4 separate regions of the Mus musculus genome follow, and regions 1, 2 and 4 are each linked to region 3. The links are chromatin contacts, called in public Hi-C, HiChIP or PLAC-seq and capture Hi-C maps. All regions are on one chromosome and are shown on one strand. The core of a region is the stretch at or near the end of the contact, and the rest is flanking DNA. Distances in the headings are between cores, read along the strand shown. Region 1 has its middle 9.5 kb from the start of Gm34033. Region 2 has its middle 110 kb from the start of Pou1f1. Region 3 has its middle 33 kb from the start of Gm33971. Region 4 has its middle 140 kb from the start of Pou1f1.

Region 1 (2,700 bases), core at 156-2,655, 290 kb before region 3:
AGGAGCTCTTTCAATCACTGAGAAATTCTTACGTCATAAAAATGTCCTTATGGCTTCCAAATATCCAGCTTTGATGAGAATATATATGGAGAGAGAGAGACAGAGAGAGAGACAAACAGAGATTATACAGATATTGATCTGGATATAGATGGTATAGACATAGATTGGAGTTATCACACATAGGGAGATAATGCCTATATCAGAAGCCTAGGAATTGGACAGATCCCTTAAAATTTTGTTCATAGGTCTGAGAGAACCCATTCTCTCAATTGGGATTGTTCTTGGTAGTTTGCCAACACTTAAAAGCAAGATTCTACGGTTAACACCACATAGTTTGGTCATGCAATTTGCATAAACCAAGCTGGTTCTGATTCAGAAGCACCTTCCCTGAGGTGTAATTCTTGTTGTTAGAAGGTGCTATAGAAGCTGCCTAAGGAGAACAGTTATCAACAATTCTACCCAGCTGTAAAGCCCATGACTTACAGTCATGAACAGCCTGGCATGATATGTCCAATAATGAAATAATATCTTAAGGGCAGCTATCTGCTGTCTGATTGGATTTAAGATCCACCCAGTAAGAGGAATGTCATGTCTTACTGTTAACCTAGCCAAGAATATATAATTAGAGAAATAATTTACCCTAGAGGTAAGCCTACTAATAGCATTTTGCTAAATTGGTTAGTATCTCTACAGACTCTTTGAGGAGTCTCTTTAGGGATGAGCCACTTGGTAGGTGATCAGTTCCCAAGTGGCCAGTCCTGAAGACATACATGTGTGACTGTAAGGGGATGTGGGGAGGGTAATATGGAAGGAAGTAGAAGAGGGAAGGCAGGCGGTAATATTAAAAATGCATAATATTCATGAATGACGTTTTCTAAAAAAGTTGTAAGTTTGTCACTATGAATGGATCAACTAAAAGCTTGCTCAATATTGGTACCTTGGTACGAGTTTCTTATCTCCTTGTGACTGAAAACAGCTATCAACCAATTTAAGCCTGTGACTCACTCTGAGAAGCTCTATTTTGTAAGACCAAGGTTGAGACACACAGCACCATAACATAATCCTACATGTATCACATCTTGCCAAAGGAGTTTTTAAAAAAAAGGAAGTCACTGGAGAACTTCTCCATTCATGCCTTTCAGACACAACTCATCAAGACTCAATAATCACTCACTCTCTCCGTAGTACCCAACTATATTTGGCATCAATTGTTCAGTGCTTTTTCATAATTATTCTAATATTTCCTCATTTCCTTTTTGTCTTTTTTTTTACCTTATCAAAGTCCTTTTATTTATCTTTTTATTGGATATTTCATATGTTCAAATTTTATCACCTTTCTGGGTTTCCCTTCCGGGTCCCCCTATCCCATCCCCCTTCCCCATGCTCCTATGAGAGTGCTCCCTCTCCAACCCTCTCACTTCCACCACACTGCCATAGCATTCTCTCACAACGGGGAATTGAGTCTGCAAAGGACCAAGGGCCTCTTCTCCTGTTGATGCCATCCTCTGCTACATATGCGGCTGGAGGCATGGGTCCATCCATGTGTTCTCTTTGGTTGGTGGATTAGTCCCTGGGAGCTCTGGTGGATCTGATTGGTTGATATTGTTGTTCCTCCTATGGGGTGCAAACTCCTTCAGCTCCTTTAGTCTTTAACTCTTGCATTGGGGACCCTGTGCTCAGTTCAATGTTTGGCTGTGAACCAACCATAAGAGGACGCTGTATCCCATTACAGATGGCTGTGAGCCACCCTGTGGTTGCTGAGAATTGAACCCAGGATATCTGGAAGAGCAGTCAGTGCTTTGAACTGTGGGGTCATCTCTCCAGCCCCCTTTGTCATTCTTAAATTCAAATACTTTTAAAATCATACTGCAATTGGCAAGTCAAATTTACCTTTATAAACTAGTCCCCCTATATAATTTTTTACAAGCATGGTACATGTATATTTCTATAATAATATTTGATGCCATGTTATGTATATTGAAAATTATACTAATTATTACATTGTAAATGTTTTTCTGAAAACGTTTCTTTCATTTTCTTACATATTCGATATTTAAAAGTGATACACTGATTCAAATTCATTTTAAAATCTAAATAATATCCAGTGCAATTATCATACAATATTTAGCTTGTGTCTACACTGATAGATGCTTACTTGCCTCATGAATGTCTCTATCTTAAGCAATACTGTAATCATCAATATGTCTTTTTAAATTATGGACTGTAATATGTTGAAGCAGTGCCAAGGCATGTGGTGTGCGTGTTTTCAGTTTAAGCAATCATTGCCAAGTTGTTTTCCAAAATCCACCCATAGCTAAAAATCATATTCAAAAGCTAGTTCATTAACTCACAATACCTAACATTTTATTTATGGGATCTAACAGTGTGAAGTAATTTTAATATCATTACCCCTGTTATTTTAGACGTCTAACTTTTTACTATTTTCAACATCATACTATTTTCAATTTGATTAATATGGTGATGACCTAATCACTAGCAGCATTGATTATTTATGTATTATTTTAAGTCTCCTTCATTTACATGTGAAACATTTGTTAAATTAATGATGGCAAGCTTTAGAGTGGCTAAAATGTTCATCTAGGACTTTTTAAACTCCTGTAGTTAAACTGAAACCACTCTAAATTTTCCATTGGTTTTATGGAATTTCTCAAAACTAATTTAAGCCAAAGAAATGTTTTT
Region 2 (2,700 bases), core at 96-2,595, 500 kb before region 3:
TTCTGGCTGTGTCCTAAAGCTAGATGTCCAAGGAGCTGATTCAGCTCCAGACTTATCCTTCCTAAGTCAGGGTCATCGTTGACTAAGACCCACTGTTAGTAGCTCCTTCTGAAGATTCCATAGCGCTTCCTGGGGAATTGAATTTTTTTTATTCCCAAAGTTGGTGGACCTCTCAGGACCTCTGAACCTATGAAACAAAATATATCTCCCTGGCCAATTCCAAGTTTTTTCTCGGTTCTTTTGTCACGGTGGAGAAAAGCTGTCCAACACATCATTCCATTAATGCACAACTAAAAGTTTAAAAATGCCATATCTAATGTAGGCTTTTGTTTTCAATTTGTACATCTGAAACATCCAGTTCACACATGAAGGAACTCATGGTCCAGCTGCTTATGTAACAGAGGATGGCCTTATCTGGCATCAATGGGAGGAGAGGCCCTTGGTCCTGTGAAGGCTCGATGCACCAGCATATGGGCAATGAGGAAGGAGTGGATGGGTGAGTGTGTGGAGGAGCACCCTCATAGAGGCAGGGGGACAGAGAATGGGATAGGGAGTTTGTGGAGAGGAAACTGGGAAGGTAGATAGCATTTGAAATGTAAATAAATAAAACAACCAATAAAAAAATAACAAAAAACTAAAATCATTAGATTATAAAGCTTGCATCAAATCACAAGAAACAAAATCTAACTTTTCTCATTTAAAGTCTTAGTCAGTGGTGGAGTTAAAACAAGAAAACCAAGATGAACATACATTTGATGTTGATGTTTTGAAAGTGTTCAGTGTCTGGCTGGTATAGATGATATTTATAGATGGGAGGATGGAGGCCAAGGAGCAGAGGGTCACAACGATGTTCAGATGCTGGACATAAAGCTAACAGAAGTAAAAGTTTTATACGTTTTCCCCTTGACATTTTACAATGCTGGCAAGTGGGTGTTCAGATCAGGCATCTTTCCAGTCAATATTTTCTGACTACCTCTTGTGAAATTAGGAGAGTTTCTGTTAGAAAAGGGTGGCATTTCCATCTGTCGTCTCGTTCATAAAAATAAAACCTGAAAGACAGTATCATGGCATTTGTACATGCTCCTGGTATCTTCATAACATATCTAAAGAAGCTCATCTGGACTTTTAAAATGAAAAACAGAGCATCTAAGAAATATGTCTTATTGCCTTAAAAACTCATTTTATGAGAAATTATTTCTTTATCTTTGTCCAAATTCAGCTGTTGTGTTCTCTTGATGACTTTCAGATTCCTGGAAAATGCAGAAGAGTCTCACATCATATCACAAATATGAAATTCTTCTATGCATTTACTTGTCTAAGTCTGTGAATAAAATTTAATTGTCAACATAATATGATCCTGACACAAAGAAAGGAAGAAGTAATATGAACCACCAAGCTGCTGTCAAGTTTTGTGTTTAACCAGGACTGTATCACATGTGTATGGGCAGCAAATTTGAGATACAGACACACTGAAATTGTGGAACTGATTGTTGTCAGAGCTCAGGCTTCCTCTGCCCTGACCATATAGAATCCAAACTGACTGTTCACACCTGACACAATGCTTCGTACCACATACTTTCCTCCTCGAGCCAGTTCCTATAAAGTGCAAGTGGCAAAAGCTATGAAAGGGAAAGGGGATGAAATTGGGTTTATACATGTTAAATTCTAGCACATTTTAATGGTCTCCAAATATCCACTAGACTGTTCTTAAACTTCTATTAAGAGTATGAACATTTCTCTTTGTTCCCCTTTCCAAGTCAGAGAGGAAGTAACATGCCATCCTTTGTCAGCGAGAATGCCTTGCCCCAGTTTAATGAAGTTGCTGTCTGACATCTCAGCTCTTGCATTGTTTGCATTGCTTTGTTCCCTTGTACATTGTCAGGGGAAAAGTACAATCACTGCATTCTTTCCTACTTGCAATTCATTGTAATGTTACATTTTGCACAAATGAAGACATTTCTCATTCCAACATCCCAGCTCCTGTTTCCCTGCCCATTGCATCTCCATCTTGTGCAACATCTTCCAGCCCTCATTGTTTCTGTCAAGTTTCTTTTAGTTACAGATTTTACCAGGAAAAGCCTTTCTCTCTGGACACGAGATGATTCTGCCACTCATGACTTAGAAACTAACCATCCGTTCTGTAGTTCCCAATAGTCTCAAACTGCAAGATTTGTTTCTGTGATGTTCTAAAATGAATGGTGGTTATGAATATATATGTGTGTATATGAACATGCATGTATTTGTGTACATGGTATGTACCTTAATCATAGATATGGCATTGAATGAAAAGACATGATTTTCCTAAACTATTTAGGATACCCAACAATCCAGGATTCTATAACATTAAAGAGTGTAATTTTAGGACTGGAGAGATGGCTTGACTGTTAAAGTCTAGGCTCACAACCAAAAACAAGTGAAATTTTATTTTGCCAGGTGCTAATTAGAAATCCAGAGGTGGGGGATCTCATGAAATGAGGTGTAAAAACTAATACGGTCTGATAGACTCATCAAAAATATTGCTGCTATAATTCCAAATCTGCTTAGTAACATAAATAAAATATTCTCCTATAAAGTGTATACTGCTAACAAGAGCATGAATTTAGCATGGCTCCTTGTGCTTATTTGTTATAGTGCTTTAGAAATTATACTAATAAGGAAAATGGCACTCCTAATCCAAATGGGATCCTTGGGCACATTGGC
Region 3 (2,700 bases), core at 2-2,501:
TGGTGACCCCACTGGGCTCCAACAGATAGTTCTACTCAAGAGGTTAGCAGATAGCAGATGATTTAATTAAATGGGCCACACAACAAAATCAGCAGCCATGACTGGGAAAGGGACAAGTAGGGACAAGCAGAGGTTAATAAGGGTGTAAGAGAAATACAAAGAAACAGAAGGAAAAGCAATCAGAATACATTGAGTGCATAGATGAAACTGTGCACTGCCTAAAAATTAAATTAATAAAAAGAAAATGATAAATGCCTTCACATGAATGAATGTTATAAGACAGTCAAATATGGAAAAAATCTATCACCCATGCTTATATGTTGCATAATTTAATTTTTAAAAGAAATCTGTGTAAAGAAAAGCATTCATATAGAGAGAAAGCTGATATGGATTGAGTAGTATGTGTGAGCAAGAGTGAACTGGATTGCTTACAGGTAGAGGTTTCTTTCTGAAAGGAAGGACATAATCTAAGAGTGCACAAATGTGAGTATTCTAAATCATGACTTTTTTTTTACATTCTTATGAGGTGATAAAGAAATATCATCCTGCCTCCAAGTGTGGTGGCACATGCCTTAATCCAAGCCCTGGGAGCCTGAGGTGGGTCAAGGCTAACCTGGGCTGCATAGTGAGTTCAAGGCCACCCTGGGTCTCACAACCAGAACCTGACTCTCAAAATCAAAACCAGGGAAACAAAGTGAACCATCCTATGACAGAAATTACTCTTTTTCACAGGCAGCTTGATTTTAGGTAATTGTGACTCAGTTGCTCTATTTGTGGATGATAAAGTAACCATGGAAACCGCAGCTATTGTTTAAAGATCACAATTGGAGGAAGAGAACAGAAGTAGGAACTTGGAAAGCTGAGTAATTGTTTCCTCGGGGAGGGGGGAGAAGAATATAATTGTGAGTGTTGAACTAATGTGACAGTCCATGAGGGGAACCAGATTGTCTCGTACTCAGCAGAGACAGCAAGCTCTATTTCTCTGGAAGAAAGCTCTAGAAATTTCAGGGGAAAGAAGCTACAAACATAAGTTTAGCAACTTTATTTTCCCTGTTGGTCTCACACTTATTTTTATCTGTAACAAAAAGCAATCATACCAAGAAGAAACAAACAAACAAAAAAAGCCTTCATTAAGTTAAGGAAATCTTTCTTGTTGATTTAAGATAATGGGAACATTAATACTTTAAGGTTTAGGCACTGAGTGGGGAATTAAGCTGCTGTTTGCCGCCCTCTATAGACGAATCTAAATCTCACAGTGAAATTCAGGAAAACATTCCTCCTTATGAAGACATTCACTGTTTGTTTAACAGAGAGGAAATATTCTAGGTAAGATAGGAACAATTTCGTCACAAAGCTATCAGAATGCACCAACATACACAACATACAACATACAGTGGTATATCCTACTGTATACACAGGCCATGTGGTACAACCTACTGCTTTTAAACTACAAAACATGCACAGTGTGAGAACTATATATAGGCAACTGTGACACAGTGATAAGCTGACGTCTAAACATGTCTAAACACAGAAAAAGAATAACAAGAATACAGTCTGTTTACTCGTAAATAAGAATGTTTCTATTGTAATACTATGGAGACACCTTTGAATGTGTGGCAAATTGCTGACAGGAGCCCTTATCCTGTGGCAGGAGATACTGTTAAAATCCAGATGTGTATTTATGAACTTGAAGCAAAAATATTCACAAAACTGCAAATTCTCTTTTTCTGCTACATTGATGTCCTGTGACTCAGAAACACTGGCTGTTCGGTGATTAAGAAATGAAGACCTCGGGCTGGTGAGATGGCTCAGTGGGTAAGAGCACCCGACTGCTCTTCCGAAGGTCGGAAGTTCAAATCCCAGCAACCACATGGTGGCTCACAACCATCCGTAAAGAGATCTGACGCCCTCTTCTGGAGTGTCTGAAGACAGCTACAGTGTACTTACATATAATAAGTAAATAAATAAAATCTTTAAAAAAAAAAAAAAAAAAAAAAGAAATGAAGACCTCCCTCCTTTTAGTAGTTTAGAAATAGAAGGAAGTTAATGATGTAGTGGGGATAGAAGTTAAAATTTGATTAGGTTGTGATCTTTTTAAAGATTTATTTATTTGTTTATGTAAGTACATTTTTGCTATCTTCAGACACACCAGAAGAGGGCATTGGATTCCATGACAGATGGTTGTGAGCCAACATGTGCTTGCTGGGAATTGAACTCAGAACCTCTGGGAGAGCAGTCAGTGCTCTAAACTGCTGAGCCATCCTTTCCAGCCCTGGCTGTAATTTTCAAATAACCATTTGATACCTATGCAATCTAATTCTCCTCTTCATCACCACCTCATTCCATTTTCATTTGCTGGCCAGCCTTCTGCCAAGAGAATTTCCCCAGAATAAATGCAAACATTGATGCAAACATTGTCTTTTCAAGTTTAAAAAAAAAATCGCGATGCAGGAATAACACAGAAGAAATGCAAAGGAATATTTGTCTCCTTCACATTCTTCAACAATTGGGCAGTCAAGATTGAAGTGTGGATGGAAAACTCCTGAAGGGATTGCAGAGCGTGAAAATGGAGTTTCTGAGCCTCTTTTTTTTCTGAGACCCTGAGCACCTAAAAATCTTGTATTATACAGAATTTTTTATTTAAGGAAGAATGTGAAGGCTGAAATACAGCTGTGTGATGTGTTAAAGGAAACAAAATCT
Region 4 (2,700 bases), core at 185-2,684, 470 kb before region 3:
TCTACTTTGTATCTCAGAGCAAGATGCAAGAACTAAGCATCCTTTCATTGCTTTCCAAGAAATAGCATCATCCATTTTCCCTAAGACCAGTAAAGATGTATTTGCACATCACTCTTACGCTCCAACTCCTTTAATGGTTATTCTCTAACACTAATTTGTGGGGTTTGTATCACTTTTTTTGTTCAAACCTCTTGAGCAAAATCAGGGGTTCCACTTAAAAGTAAGAATATTGCTCATTTTGCTGCTCTCGCCTCTTATTATGTTCAGGACATAAAATAGAAATTCTAGCACATCCTTCATCAATGGTCTTCTATTTTCCTGGTATGGATTCTCAATGGACACTCCTTCCCCATTGGCAGCAGAGAGATTTTCTCTGTACTATGGCTGCTGGTAAGTCCCAAGAGGGACTTCCAGATGGAGCAGCTTTTCTGAACCGTCCATGCACCAATGAGCCCAGTAAAGGCTCAAAACCTGGGCTGGGAGAGCATCTTTTGTTTGTCCTCTCAAAGCCTGCTTTATCTGTGGTGAATAGATGTTGTGTTTCACTTCCCAAGGAAAAATAACACAACTGCCAATTATGTCATACTGAGATAAACTTAACTAGGTCACAATGCACTGTCTGTTTTAAATATAAATAGATTTGGTTTCAAATATTTTGCCTCACTGAATGCCCATAAGTAAAATCAGTGACTTTTCTTCCATATGATCCGTCCCTGACAGCTGTTGTGTTTGCTCAGCCCCATCGCTTTTTATACCCTGGAAGAACTTATTTGAGATTAGACTTTTTTTTTTTCATTTTGGAGTTAAATTTATTAATTATGACATCTTCCAGAATTTTTTCTCTTTTGATTTTATAGTGCTTATGAAGTTGTTTTTTTCTAGTTTTCTCTGATGTTCTGAAAAACTGTAACGTTCTGTATGGTCAGGTATTCCATTGCCTGTGACCAGTGCTTTAGCAGGGGTCTGGAACCTGAGGACAGACATATTGGAAAGACTAAAGACATTGACCACCTGTTGACTATCAATCCAGTTGCCCAAAATATCTTGAACTATTGTTATTTATACAATCTCAAGCCTACTCACCTGAGCAGTGAAATAATTGGCTATTTTATTTAAAGAATCATAATGTCAGTATACATAAGCCTTATCATTACAAAAGCCCCCTTCCTCCTTTCCCTCTCCCTCTGGGTCAGTCACACAAATACCCTCAACCATACTCTGCAACTAAAATTTAACATTAGTTTCCCCCACCCCCAGTCACAATAGCAGTTCTCTGTCACAATACCTTTTATCACTGCAGGCAGAGACATGTTCATGTACCAAGCAACTTTTCCTGATATGCATCCACTAATTCCTGATTAAGTCTCTGTTGATCAGATACAACTTCCCCATTTTATAGGTCGCTGTTGATCAGACCCAGCTTCCTGAAACAGTTATGTGAGCCAGGACCGTTGTTCTCCACACTGTGACCAGCTTACTCAGTGTGACTGTAGCTGTGCCTCTAGGGACATAAGTATGTTTCCCAAATTACCCAGGATTAACTGTCACATCTGGAGGATGAGTAGGGTTAGAGAGAGGAGAGGAGGGTTTCACTCCTTGAATGAGTCCGAAGAAGAACATAGAATTCATTCACAGGTCTTTGCCAAGTGGGAAGGGGTTTCTATGGGCCTTGCTGTGTGAAGTCACCAGTGAAACACTCATAGGCCTTTCAAATTCAATCAGTTTCCATTTCTCATCTAATCTCAGCAGGCAGCATCTTCGGAGTCAGAGGGCTTTAGCCTTAACTTTGTTCAACTGTGATACTTTGTTATCTGCTTTCCACAGTTCCACCAGCTTAATTATCATTTTCAAATCTTATTAAGTTTGCTGATATTGTATCTTATTTTCTTTCACTAATTAACTATGTAAATTTAATTCTTTTGCCTTTTTACTAAATTTGGCATTAGTCTTTTGCCATTTTTATATTTAGCTAATTAACTTTCAAGTTTTGGTATTTTTAATAGTTATAAGTTGTGTCCTAAAATTGCTTTAGCCTATATCACACAGCATGTATATATACATATATATATATATATATATATGTATGTGTATATGATGTATATGTATATATCATGTACATATACACATGTATATACATATACATACTTTGTTATGTATATTATATATAATAATCCAATTTTAAGTGTTTTCTGGTATCTACTTTAGGAATTTGCCTCTTTCTCATTTTACTTAACCGTGTTCTTTAATTTCCAAATAGATTGTTCTTTTTTCCGTTTTTACTATCTATATCTGACTTGATTTTTTGTAACTGGTAAACATGAGTTATATGCTACCAATCTTTTGGAATTTATTGAAACTCACCCATAGTTCAGCATGTGGTTGATTTGTATGAAGGACATTTTCCTAGCTTAAGATAATATGCACCTACAGGTTAAGGTGGTGTCTCGACATAAGTTAGTTGTCAAAGATTAATGAATCATCTGAGCATAAACTCATTATTAATTTTTAAACCTCTTCCTCTTTTGATCAGTCACTCTTCCTCTATCTTATTCTATTTAACAAACACCCAAGAAATATTCTTGAATATCCCTAAAAATGATAAATAGGGAAGTCACTAAAAGTAAAATGTGAGTTATTAGAGATTTTAATGTCACGTCATGCTTGAAGAAAGTTAAACAGATTAAGGAAAACACCAACAAC

The links. HiChIP or PLAC-seq counts read pairs in DNA pulled down with a chosen protein or histone mark. A called contact is a pair of places that touch in the nucleus more often than the background predicts. Capture Hi-C pulls out chosen DNA fragments and counts their contacts.
Region 1: a contact with region 3 is called in a capture Hi-C map of bone marrow-derived macrophages, with 13 times the contacts expected there. The contact joins two enhancer-like sites. A contact is called at or near these places in 7 of 484 Hi-C or Micro-C datasets (the 3T3-L1 cell line, 3T3-L1-derived adipocytes, the C10 cell line and 4 more), 2 of 115 datasets of contacts at active chromatin or transcription factors (bone marrow-derived dendritic cells and large pre-B cells) and 1 of 9 other capture datasets (bone marrow-derived macrophages).
Region 2: a contact with region 3 is called in a Hi-C map of bone marrow-derived macrophages, with 11 read pairs. The contact joins two enhancer-like sites. A contact is called at or near these places in 2 of 484 Hi-C or Micro-C datasets (the HPC-7 cell line and bone marrow-derived macrophages) and 1 of 115 datasets of contacts at active chromatin or transcription factors (large pre-B cells).
Region 4: a contact with region 3 is called in a CTCF HiChIP or PLAC-seq map of pro-B cells, with 5 times the contacts expected there. The contact joins two enhancer-like sites. A contact is called at or near these places in 2 of 15 datasets of contacts at CTCF or cohesin (large pre-B cells and pro-B cells), 25 of 484 Hi-C or Micro-C datasets (the BV-2 cell line, ECoMG myeloid progenitors, the G1E-ER4 cell line and 17 more) and 3 of 115 datasets of contacts at active chromatin or transcription factors (bone marrow-derived dendritic cells, large pre-B cells and pro-B cells).

What each region holds. Positions count from the first base shown.
Region 1 is chr16:65,199,861-65,202,560 of GRCm38.p6, reverse strand. No RefSeq gene overlaps it. Among named protein-coding and RNA genes, the nearest start is that of Gm34033, 9.5 kb to the right of the region's middle. Within about 2 kb of position 1,405, at least 20 of the 459 cell types and tissues checked have an H3K27ac peak or open chromatin away from gene starts, as enhancers often do. A contact at or near this core is called in bone marrow-derived macrophages, where this site is marked.
Region 2 is chr16:65,405,141-65,407,840 of GRCm38.p6, reverse strand. No RefSeq gene overlaps it. Among named protein-coding and RNA genes, the nearest start is that of Pou1f1, 110 kb to the left of the region's middle. Within about 2 kb of position 1,345, at least 11 of the 459 cell types and tissues checked have an H3K27ac peak or open chromatin away from gene starts, as enhancers often do. A contact at or near this core is called in bone marrow-derived macrophages, where this site is marked.
Region 3 is chr16:64,905,837-64,908,536 of GRCm38.p6, reverse strand. No RefSeq gene overlaps it. Among named protein-coding and RNA genes, the nearest start is that of Gm33971, 33 kb to the right of the region's middle. Within about 2 kb of position 1,251, at least 7 of the 459 cell types and tissues checked have an H3K27ac peak or open chromatin away from gene starts, as enhancers often do. A contact at or near this core is called in bone marrow-derived macrophages and pro-B cells, where this site is marked.
Region 4 is chr16:65,377,200-65,379,899 of GRCm38.p6, reverse strand. No RefSeq gene overlaps it. Among named protein-coding and RNA genes, the nearest start is that of Pou1f1, 140 kb to the left of the region's middle. Within about 2 kb of position 1,434, at least 19 of the 459 cell types and tissues checked have an H3K27ac peak or open chromatin away from gene starts, as enhancers often do. A contact at or near this core is called in bone marrow-derived macrophages and pro-B cells, where this site is marked.